Linked DNA regions of Hordeum vulgare: region 1 is linked to region 2. A link is a contact called in public Hi-C data. All regions are on one chromosome and are shown on one strand. Each heading gives the region's core, a stretch centred on a gene start, on an enhancer-like site or on the middle of the called end of the contact. The rest is flanking DNA. Distances are from core to core; before and after follow the strand shown.

What was found. Hi-C and Micro-C count contacts between places; a contact is called where the count stands out from the background.
Region 1: a contact with region 2 is called in a Hi-C map of seedling, with 1.8 times the contacts expected there. The contact joins the promoter of LOC123398381 here to the promoter of LOC123398209 in region 2. A contact is called at or near these places in 1 of 6 Hi-C or Micro-C datasets (seedling) and 1 of 1 datasets of contacts at active chromatin or transcription factors (embryo).

Annotation. Positions count from the first base shown.
Region 1 is chr1H:26,646,327-26,651,893 of MorexV3_pseudomolecules_assembly, forward strand. LOC123398381 (protein SENSITIVITY TO RED LIGHT REDUCED 1) reads right to left here and starts at 3,312. Exons shown (of 1, transcript XM_045092888.1): 1 at 2,121-3,312. The coding sequence starts at 3,296. The coding sequence ends at 2,418.
Region 2 is chr1H:26,475,617-26,481,370 of MorexV3_pseudomolecules_assembly, forward strand. LOC123398209 (F-box/LRR-repeat protein 14-like) reads right to left here and starts at 4,059. Exons shown (of 2, transcript XM_045092738.1): 1 at 3,966-4,059; 2 at 780-2,627. The coding sequence starts at 2,609. The coding sequence ends at 1,155.

The DNA of each region.
Region 1 (5,567 bases), core at 2,062-4,561, 170 kb after region 2:
AGCGGGGATGTACATAGAGCAGCAGAAGATGCACCACATGTCTTCAGCCTCTATGATTCTATTCAGCATCTATTGTTTTAGTAGCCCTTTTCGACATTATATGGAGTTATTTGAGGTTCTTCTAAGTTTATACATTTGCTCCTTGTTCTCTCGCACAATTGTGTTTGTCATGGAGTCCTCAATAGATTAGGTGTTTATGCTACCGCTTGCAAAATCACCAGATGGCCCAAGTCATGCGATCTGTACTCGATTTTCCATTGGAGTCTTCCAACTAGGATCTGGAAGGCTGGTGATGGTGACCATCAAAGGTCTTCCTTTGATGGGTACCTTTGATGGGTATGCGAAGATCAGATCTGATCTTCAGTCAAAGGAATAGAATGTGCTCGGGAGATATGAAGGTAAATCAGTGGAGAATTCGAAAACACTATGATGCTGCAGTTACCAGAAACAGGAAAAAAAACTGGGGGTTCTTAGGGATTTTTATTCCTTGTGTGAGGGGCAAACCAATCAGCCTCCACCTTTCCAGATGTATATGATAGCGGTATAGTGTTATGTTTCTCCTTGCATCTTTTGGCAAGTGGTTTCTAATTAACTTTGCCTATCCCAACTTGTTTGAGACTAAAGGCTTTGTTGTTGTTGTTGTTTGTAATTAACCTTCATGGTCCCTTAATAATCAGTGAGCACAACAGGAAAATGTCCTACAGAATAATATTCGAGGTACTCCCTCCAGTCCTTTTTAGTTTGCATATAAGTTTTGTCCGAAGTCAAAGTATCTCTACTTTGACCAAACTTATAGAAAAAATTATGAACATTCACCATGCCAAATCAATATTGTTAAATTCTTTACGAAATGTAGTTTCATAATGTATGTATTTGGTATTGTATATATTGATATTTTTTAATATAAATTTGGTCAAATTTTGCAAAGTTTGACTTGACCGAAATCTAATACACGGAGTAAAAAGGACCGGAGGGAGTACTGCCTTACGGGTAACTGGGTAAGGTTCTGAGGGTATATAGAACATGCAAGTTATAGTGGAGCACCCATGACCAAAAAAAAAACAGTTAACCTCATGAGACATCGAAGCTTCCTGAAAATGATAGATGCAACACCACATTGAGAGTTTACTTTTAATTCAATGGTTTGCTGCCGGAAATCGGGGGATCATTCGATGTCTGAATTATGAGTGAGACAAGGATAAAACAATTGACATGGTTTCATTCTTCATCGGAAATCGAGATGAAGTAAACACCAGATTTTGCTAAGATACGAACTTTCAATCCTTCAATGCATCATCCTTGCAATGTGTGCAATGTTCTCCAACTAGGATCTGGAGGGCTGCAGATGGTGGCCTCCAACAGCTTTGACCAATGGAAAGGGTGGGCTCCCGTTATGTAAAGATCACATCTAATTTCCAGCCACATGTATAGAATGAGCCCAGGAGAGATTAGGTAAATTTAGCTGATAATTCAGAATATTATGGTGCTATGGCTCCTGGAAATAGAAAGATGAATAGATCCTGTGGGTTCTTAGGGATTTCTTTTGGTTATGTGAGGGGCAAAGCAATCTGCTTTTACCTTTCTCAATGTTATAAGACAGCAGGCTGCTCAGTGTTAACCTTAGATCATGTGTTATATTTCTCCTTGCATTCTGCAAGCTACAACATATAAAAAATGTCCAACGGAAGAAGCAGCCTTACAGGTTATGTTCTAGGGCAGAGTACCCATTTCCCGTATCAGAAAATCAACCGATAAACCTCACAGGACACTGGAAAATGGGTCACATCCAGTAATGTGGGGACTCAATGTCTAAATTCAGAAAGACAAATGTATGCCGCTTTCGTTCTTGTTTAATGCAAATCAAGATAAAGTAAACTCCAAATTTCGTTAAGATGCCAACTCTGAATCTTGGAATGCATATCTCTAATCAAGTAATACGATCATAGATTTACAGTGTTAAGTGACAACTCTGAATCTTTGAATTTGTCTCCAATCAAGTACTCCCTCCGTATCAAAATATAAGACATCTTTGTCTTATACTCATAGAATTGTCTGAATCTTGGAGTATTTTGGTAGAGACGTAGTAGTATATAATCATAGAATTACAGTGATAAATTTCATTAAGATGCCAACTCTGAATCTTTGAATATAATCTCCAATCAGGCAATACAGTCATAGAGTTACAGTGATAAATTATGCTCAGATGCTAACTCTGAATCTTTGAATATAATCTCCAATCAAGCAATACAATAATAGAATTACAGTGACAAATTATGCTCAGATGCTAACTATGAATCTGTGAATTCATCTCCAATCAAATACTAGTATACAATCACAGAATTGCAGTGATAAATTTTGTGAAGATGCCAACCCAGAATCTCCAAATGCATCTCGAATCAAGTACGTAATACACTGGGTTACAGTGATAATTTCTCGAAGGACAAAGCTTGGGAACTTATCTCCGTCCTCTGGCCGACGTCTTCGTCCACCTCGAAGAAATGCCAGCTCGTCTCGTTGAACGCACGGGCGAACCAGTCCTCATCGTCCACATCCCCGGCGTCGTCGATCCGCTGCTCCCACGCGAACCGCGCTGCCTTGAGAACAAGATTGGCCTTGGCGGCGGGCCCCGAGCGGTTCTCTTCCGCCTGCAGAGCGTACCGCCGGAAGCTGTTGCCGAGCACGCAGACGCGGCGGAGCTGAGCGCGGGGCTCCCAGTTGGCTCCGAGGAGCGCGTCGTAGAGCGACGCCTCGCAGTGGGGCATGTAGAAGAGGGTGGGCTCCTCCACGCGGCGGCCGCACCCGTCGTCGAGGCTCGGGACGGCGAAGCCGAGGGCGACGGCGACGGCGCACTCGACGGCGGAGAGGACGGGGTCGAAGAGGTCGGCCGTGGCGGAGGCGCTCGCGAGGAGGTCCCGGCGGAGGAGGGCGGCGAGCGCGAGCTGGAGGCGCGCGGCCGGGGAGGACTCGAAGCTGCCGACGCCGAGGAGGGAGAGGCGGGAGGGGGCGAGCGAGGCGAGACGGCGACGGAGCGGGGAGTCGGGGAGGAGGAGGCGGCGGTAGAGGCGGGAGGCCTCGATCCGGGAGATCGCGGCGCGGGCGCGGTCGAGGAGGCGGGAGACGCGGGTCGGGTCGAGGGATGGGTCGGAGGGCGACCACGGGATCGGGGTCAACGGGAGCGGCGGCGGGGCGTCGAGGTGGGAGGTGGTGACCGTGGCGTTTCCCCTGCGGCGGCCGCGCCGTCGGACGACGGTCCAGTCGGCAGCAGCTGCGACCGCGACCGCGGCGGCGGCGGCCATGGGTTGGGGGTTGGGCGGACTGGACTGGGTTGGGGGTTGGGGGTCGAGAAGAAGGTGGTGGATGGAGGCCGTCTGATGGCGAGACTGGACGGTCCAGATACTCGAGACGGGCCGATTAGTGTGCGAGGAAAGTCTGATTTAAACTTCGAGGTTGTAGTCTTCGTCCTAAATGAACCTTTCCCTTTCTATCCCTAAAGTTTTTGAAACGAAGACGCTTGGAACGTCCAACTTTAAAGTTATTAAGTATTATAAAACACAAAGTTCAAGATCACTCATAACGACAGTAAAGGTCACTGAGCTAAGCCAAAATAAAGAGACAAGGAAACATAAAATAAATGCACTAGAGCACCAGATCCTTCCTCCCGACGCCATACTAGAACTCCAAAGGTGAAGATCAGCTATGAAGAATGTCGAGCAAGCGAAAGGATGTTGCGGATCCTTTCCATGGTAGCTCCCATGTGCTCAGCATCTCGATGCTTCCCCAACGGTGTCCACATCTGTAGAAACAGATGACATTTAAAAATAACATCAACTGGGTGGAATGGAAAACCTTTTCTCGATTGTAATTTTGTTCCGGAACCTCTAAAGTTTATACTATGTCCTTTGTAATCCCGATCGTTTTCAACCCTAAGCCTTATCGTCATATAATGTCTTATGCTAAAGTGACAATTCCTTCACAATGTAAAGTATGGATCAAGAACCTTATTGAGAATTAGCAACCAACAGTCTTTAGTAATTGAAGCAATTGCAATTTATCATAACATCGAGAAGAGTCAAATGAGAGCTTGTAAAGCAAATCCACATACTCAATCATCTTTTAGTGTTCTACAAATGCTAAAACTCACGTGGTACTCATTAGATCAAAATTTCAGTTGGACATAGAGAAAGATAGGGGCTTATAGTTTCCCCTCCCAACTACTTATTTCAAGGGTAATGTCAACAATAATAATTCATGAGTACTTACTTCCAAGTTGACATATGAGTATAGATCTTTCTCTAGCACATGACGTTAGCCAAGATAATGGCGAAATAAGGAATTGGTGTCGATCACCACGACTCTTTTTATGATAAAAGGTAAAGGTACAAGATAGGCCCTTCGCAGAGGGAAGCAGATGTTGTCATGCGCTTCTGAGGTTTGGATGTGTTCTCTCTTAGTGTGGAGAAACGTCACTTTATATTGCCTCCTGTGATAAAGAACTTTATTATGTAGTATGTCGCTTTTATGTCTTCCTCATCACAGATTCGTACAAAGCTTATTTTCCACACACTAATAGGTCATACATATTTAGGGAGCAATTTTTGTTGCTTGCACCGATGACAACTTACTTGAGGGATCTTATTCAATCCATAGGTAGGTATGGTGGACTCTCATGGCAAAACTGGGTTGAAGGTTTATGGATGCACAAGTAGTATCTCTACTTAGTGCGGAAGTTTTGGCTGATAAGAGGTGAAAGCAAGCGTCACATGCTAAGGGATCTCTAGTCATATAACATTTTTCGGAACCAAGCAAACATAATTCATCTTCCTTGTCCAACATCTACTTCTAAGCATGTAATAGTTTAATGAGTGTTCACAATCATAGATGGTGCCCAAGATGATATAATTATATGGGAACCTCTCTTTCTTTATTACTTCCTGTTAATTGCAACAATGACCAATGTCTACGTTTGTCCACCAGCAACAAGTTTCAATCAACATTCTTCTTATATGTGAAGTCATCACTTCCCATAAGATCATTACATGATCTTTCATGCTATTGTTCATTATTATTCTTTTCTTTAGATCATGGCATGAGGCAAGGCCCTTAACTAAAATACTCTTTATTATATGATTCATGAACTCGATTACATTGGGGGTGACACAAAGCAAAACTCAAGCCTAGAACATACTAAGAGCTTTATTCTACCAGAAAAAAATAAAATCAAAAAGGATCGAACTAAGAAAAAGGTAAAAGCAAAAGATGTGATGGTGATACGATACCGGGGCAAATCCCCCAAGCTTGGCACAAGCCAAGGGGAGTGCCCATACCCGTGCTTAATTGTCTTCCTTCAAAGGTGATGGTGGTGGAGTTGTTGCAATATGGGGTTGATTCTCTGTCTTCCAAGGCATAGGTGCTCCATCATGGAAAGATGATCGAGTCTCCGGAATCCTCAAATCTGCAGCCAACCGTATTGATTTAAATCTATACTCATACTCACAATTTTGGTTCTGCGGGTCATAGATATGGGCTTGGAGGTGATCAATTCTGTCATAGAGCCTGGAGAGGTGCTT
Region 2 (5,754 bases), core at 2,809-5,308:
ATCTCTTCCTGTACGTCTGCCGGGTTGCTATGGCGGCGCTTTTGTGCGTTATTACGAAGAAAAAAAAAGGAACATGACAAGGCTTTAACTTCTTTGCTTCCTCTCTTTCAACCTGCTCATCGGCTCAGCCATCGTTTCTCCCTTTTTTAACAAGGGAAAGGCACATGTTTCATTTTAGCTCAAGCACTTATCTAGTACGACTAGTAGTACAACACAAAAGTACATAGCCAGCAAAGGAAAGTTGGCGTCTTGATGAGCTACAAATACAAGGCAAATGTTGTTCGTACGAGCTGAACTGATGCAACGAGCTGTCTTGTTACTAAAATAAAAGATTCGCAATTTCAATATCTTTGTACTAGACTGATGAACCAAACAAACGCATGAATCTCGATATCTCATCTCTCGAATGGTGCTCTAATTTGTGCTATTTTCGTACACTCAACATATATACTATTGATAGATAACTACCCCAAGAAGGTAAGAACAAAACGTTGTTGAGTGCTGGACGTCCAGAGCAAAGACAACTATGTTATAGGCCTTCAGTAGTTTCAGTTGTTCCTCAACTTCAGGTCGTCTTGGAATCTAAACATCCACAATTATGCTACAACTTTGTACAATGATATAAGACGTTCTACAGCGTCGTCTTACATTAGTTTACAGAGGGATTAGGAACTAGCACTGTTCTTTTGAGAAGCAATCAGTATCTTGGGAATTATTACTACATTGATCCATAACAAAATTGGCATGCAAACATAGCAGGCATATATATATATATATATAACGCTTAAAATCACTTCCACGATAAAACGCTTAAATAATACAGATAAGACCAAACGGTCATACAGTGCCTCCATAGCAAAAAACAGGGAATATTGGGGCCAACTAATGCCGGTCTCGAAACATCTACCAGGCTTACAGTTGACAGTAATCCACAAGTAGTGCCTACTATTAAAGTTTCATTCACTAGAGACCATCCAAAGATCATCATTAGAGCATCATAAAGGAAAGTCATTGCAGTAAAGCTAGAAGGCAACAAAAATTTCAGAGAGGTGAATCTGGGTCGGATGATGGCACAGCCTTGTTCAATGATGCACACTGAACAACCTAATGGCTTCAGCAGCAAATTCATAGTGAAAATTTTGGTGACCACTTCATCAATATACGCCAAGACCAATTCTCTTCCTAACGGCATCTAAATAGTTGCTGGAGTAGTGAACTGACTTGGCAACACCCTGCGCAGCTTGCATAGAGACCTCACCACAATAGTCAATGACCAAAGAGTCTAACTTATGTGCACGCCTCAGTTCAGCCACTCCAACATCAGTAATGTAATGACACAACTGAAGTGTGAGATTACTCAAGCATGGGGTGTGCGCAATGAAGCGCATCCCAGCATCAGTTACCGCATGACACAATATAAGCTCCAGTGTCTCCAGATGTGGTGAGGATGAGAGGGCCTTCATCCCCTCGTCATCAAAGAAGTTGGCGTTGTTGAGCACGAGAACACGAATTGGACAGGACTGAATGAGCACCAGAAAACCCTGCTGTGTGAATCCTATTTCAGATGGCCAGTCAGGGGAACATCCTATAAAGTTGAGGTCTACCGTCTGAAGCATGCGACAGTTGAGGGCTAGAGCGTAAAGGCTGTTATCTGTAAATGACGTCCTGGTTTCACAGCCGACATCAGTAGAGTAGGGCTGCAGGTTGAGCCAAAGTGAGATGCTTTTAAGGTTGCTGCAGCTCCGAGATAACGTAATCATGTCATTGTCATTTAGGGCACAAACATACTCAAGGCACAGCTTCTCCAATGCTTTACATTTCCCTAGGACAACACGAAGTCCTGCTTCCGGCCAAGTTTTAATACGCGCCAACCTTAAATCCTTCAAACTCTCACAGCAGAAATCATACAAATCCATGTTGTGAGCATCGTACGAGGAGTCATAGACCACATCAGCTGTAAGACAATCATATCTTCCTCTTTTGCCCTCATATTCAAACTTCTCGAGCTTCATCCATCCTGAACCAAACTTTAGGACGTTATGATGATTGATTCCTTTGCAATTCTTCACTACAAGCTCTTCCAGCGATCCATCCCTACCAAGGTATTCCAGCCACTCTACACTGTCGATGTTCTCGCAACCAATAAGGTGGAGAGCAGATAGACTTGTGCAACCAACTGCAACCGAGAAAAGTCCAATTGAAGTTATTTGTGGTGTGGAGTTCAGCCTGAGAGACACCAATTTCTTGCAATAAGCTAAACAAGCAAGCCCAGAGTCATCGATGCGTGAGCAGAAGCTTAAGGTGAGGTCAATCAGCGAGGAACAGTGAGATGAAAGCACAGAAAGTCCTTTGTTGTCCAGCTGCTTTCCATGTCCAGGTATCCAACCAGAGTAGTCGATTTCCACTTTCCGCAGATTTGGGAACCGGGCGCACAATGATGTCAGTGCTTTTGTAGCGGTGCAAAGGCCGGAACCAACACGGATAGCACCCCTTTGATTCCCCTCTATCTGGTAGAGCTGCTTCGACACGAGGGAAAGAGAGTTCAGATCACTTGTCGCGGCGATCCTCTTGAGAATCTCTGTCATCAGAGCCTCCGGTAGGTCCTCCATCGAGCAACTTCAATTCAGCTGTACCAATCATCAGATAATGTATATCAAGGTTTAGAAAACAACCGAAAGAGCTGGACTCAAAATTATGATAAATTAGAATAATGCATGCATGGGAAGATAGATGGAGATCACACCGGCGACAGGCACTCATTATTACGAAGAATTCCAACTATTGATGGAGTTTGAGCATTTTCTGTATCCGTCCAAAACTTGTGTGTTCTTCACAAGCATGGAGATTTATAAAGTAGCTAGCACCTTATCTGTGTCTAGATTGTTAGAAAGAAAAAACGGCGCTATAGGCGGGCCATGTCATTAAATTAAACTAGCTACCACCATCAAGTAGGAGAGCTTGAATAATGAACTAACTAAGAGAGAATACAAAGAAACAAGCTAGATTAGACACAGGAAATTCCGCAAAGACCCACGTGCTGAATCTGAACCAACTTATTTGGAGGCACCTAATTAGTAACATGAAAACCAGAGCACACAAATTGAAATTAGTACTTGCAGCCCTTGCTTGGGCAGGAATGAAAGTAGGGACATCATTTTGCCACAGCCGATGAGTTCACAGGGTGCAGTTATTATTAATAGACAACGCCAATGTAATCCATGTTCCACTAGAAATATTAGTATTTGCTGCAACCCTAGGCTAGTACCCCCTGCGTCCGGAATTACTTGTCGTGGAAATGGATGTATCTAGATGTATTTTAGTTCTAGAAACATCCATTTCTGCGAGAAGTAATTCGGGGCGGAGAGAGTACTCAGCTGCAAAAAGCTTACTTTCTAGTCCCTTGGAGAATGGCTTGACAACAGTAACAAACTTTAGGTCCAACCAGGCACGCAGGGAGACTTATTAAAGCAGATAGCTAGGACCTTATCCGTGTCTAGATTGGTAGAAAGAAAAAAAAAAGACGCTACAGGCCACATCATGAAATCAAACTGCCGCAAAATTAAATACTAGCAAGCAGAGTCTGAACAATGAACTGACCAAGAGAATACAAAGAAACGCGCTGAATCTGAACCAACAACTGGTTTGGAGGTACCTAGCTAATTGATAGGAAAATTAGTTAGTGCGTACTCGTAGGCCTTGGTTGGGCAAGAAAGATAGTAGGGAAATCAACCATTTTGCCGATGAGTTGAGATCACATGGCAGGGCGCATCTAATATCTGTTCAACTAGAAATACTAGTCGTGCTATTTGCTGCAACCCTAGGCGAAATCCTTACTTTCTACTAGCACGACCTAGGAGAATGGCTTGATGGATGAGAATGGCTTGATGGATGAGGATGATACGATCTAGGACAAAAATAGAGGAAGGGGAACCAACACGACGAACAGGGGCGAGAAACGGCGGTACCCTCCTTGACCGGCCGCTGGACGTCGGAGGAGAGGAGAGGAGAGGAGGGTATCGCCGCCGCCGCTGGACCTCGGAGATGTCCGCAGCTGAGGAGAGGAGAGTGTAAACCCTACCCTACCTATAGTCTCACATGGGCTTCCCACACCCAGAATGGGCCCATGTACCCATTGAAATGTCTAGCAAATTTTACGCCTTTGTCTAAAAAAAAAAGCAAATTTTAAATATCCCCTAGAAAAAAGAAGAAAATTTTAACCTGTAAGAAAGCAATTTTAAAAAACAAATCCTGTAAGTATGCGTGACGAGAAATGTTCACATGAATCAAAATGAAATAAAGGTTTCCATAAATGTTACTCTGCATCAATAAGAGTTACCTCTTATTTCGGAAGGATTCTTACATGTGGAGGAAACGTTCATAGTAGTATAATCTTAAAGCGGTTTTTATGTTTTTGCACGTGTTCAAAAATAAGTGCTCATGTATCATGTATCTCTAAAAAATTCTTATTATTTTTAGAGGTAAATAGTAATAAGAAAGCTAAACATAAAATATAAGGATTAAAAACCAAAGTTAAGATTAGTAAAAAAATAGGAATATAGAAATAAAAGTAATAAAAGAATAAGGAAAAATAAGACGGTAGTCACTATTGCGCCAAGACCTGTGCGTTGCTGAAATGACCCATATATCATATAGAGTAGGAAAATATATGTTATAAATAGTCAAGGATTATTTGGTTTTGCTATTGCAAAAATGATTACTAGCATAGTTCGTAAAACACAGTGAGTGGCGCTCAAGCTGACGCCGCTAGTATGACGCCAATGGTAACGTGTCGCCACTGGCATCGGCTGACGACGCTGCTAGTAGAATAATGTTAGCGGCATCGCGCCCAAACGTCACTAGTAACTAACAAATTGAACTAAACATCGATGAAACGTTCTGAATTAGTGGTGTTGCACAACCATACTCGCCGTTAGTAAATAATATACTACTGACATGACAATTTTCACCCACACCACTAGTAAATGTTGACAATATTAGGGGGAAAATGCATTGTCACATTTTTCTCTAATTGACCATATTTTCCTTGAAGGCAAGTAGCACGATGATACATAGTGATAGTCTCAAATGTATCTACTCCTTCCATTTTCTTATACGAGGTCATCATATGAGTACACCCGTGGATCACACTTTAGGATAGTTTGTATGTTGAAGAGGTCTATGCATAGGCCGGTCGAAGCAACATATATTATCGAGATTGAGTATAGGGATTGATATATATGGGGTGAAGGGGAGAAGTTTATCTTAATGTTGTGGTTGGGTTTACGAACATGTTAGTATTTGTGGATGTGTGGTAATAAATCCAATCATAAGTATGGATAAAATATAAATACGGATAGTATATTAGCAGAGTCATGTCCCACATACAAAAATATAATGATGACGATTTGGTCTAAAAAGAAAATTAAATCTTAGTGATTCTTTAGCGATTTCGCTGGCATTCCACTTTTTAGCTTAATTCCAATTGGATTTATAGTGTAAATTCAGTTCTACTGATATCCTCATCGGTGTTTAATTTGTAATACCACTGATAGACTGCAATTCTCAGCGGGTTTACATTGTAATTTTCTGTGCTATTGTAATGCATTTGAACAGTTCTAGCATGACAATCCCTTAGACTGTTTGAACATTGGGATTCGGATTGGGTTGTGATTCCATTTATTCATTCTGTATTATTTCTAGTCATAGCACTGCCATGCTACTACACACTGACAACTAAAGTGTTTATTACACTAT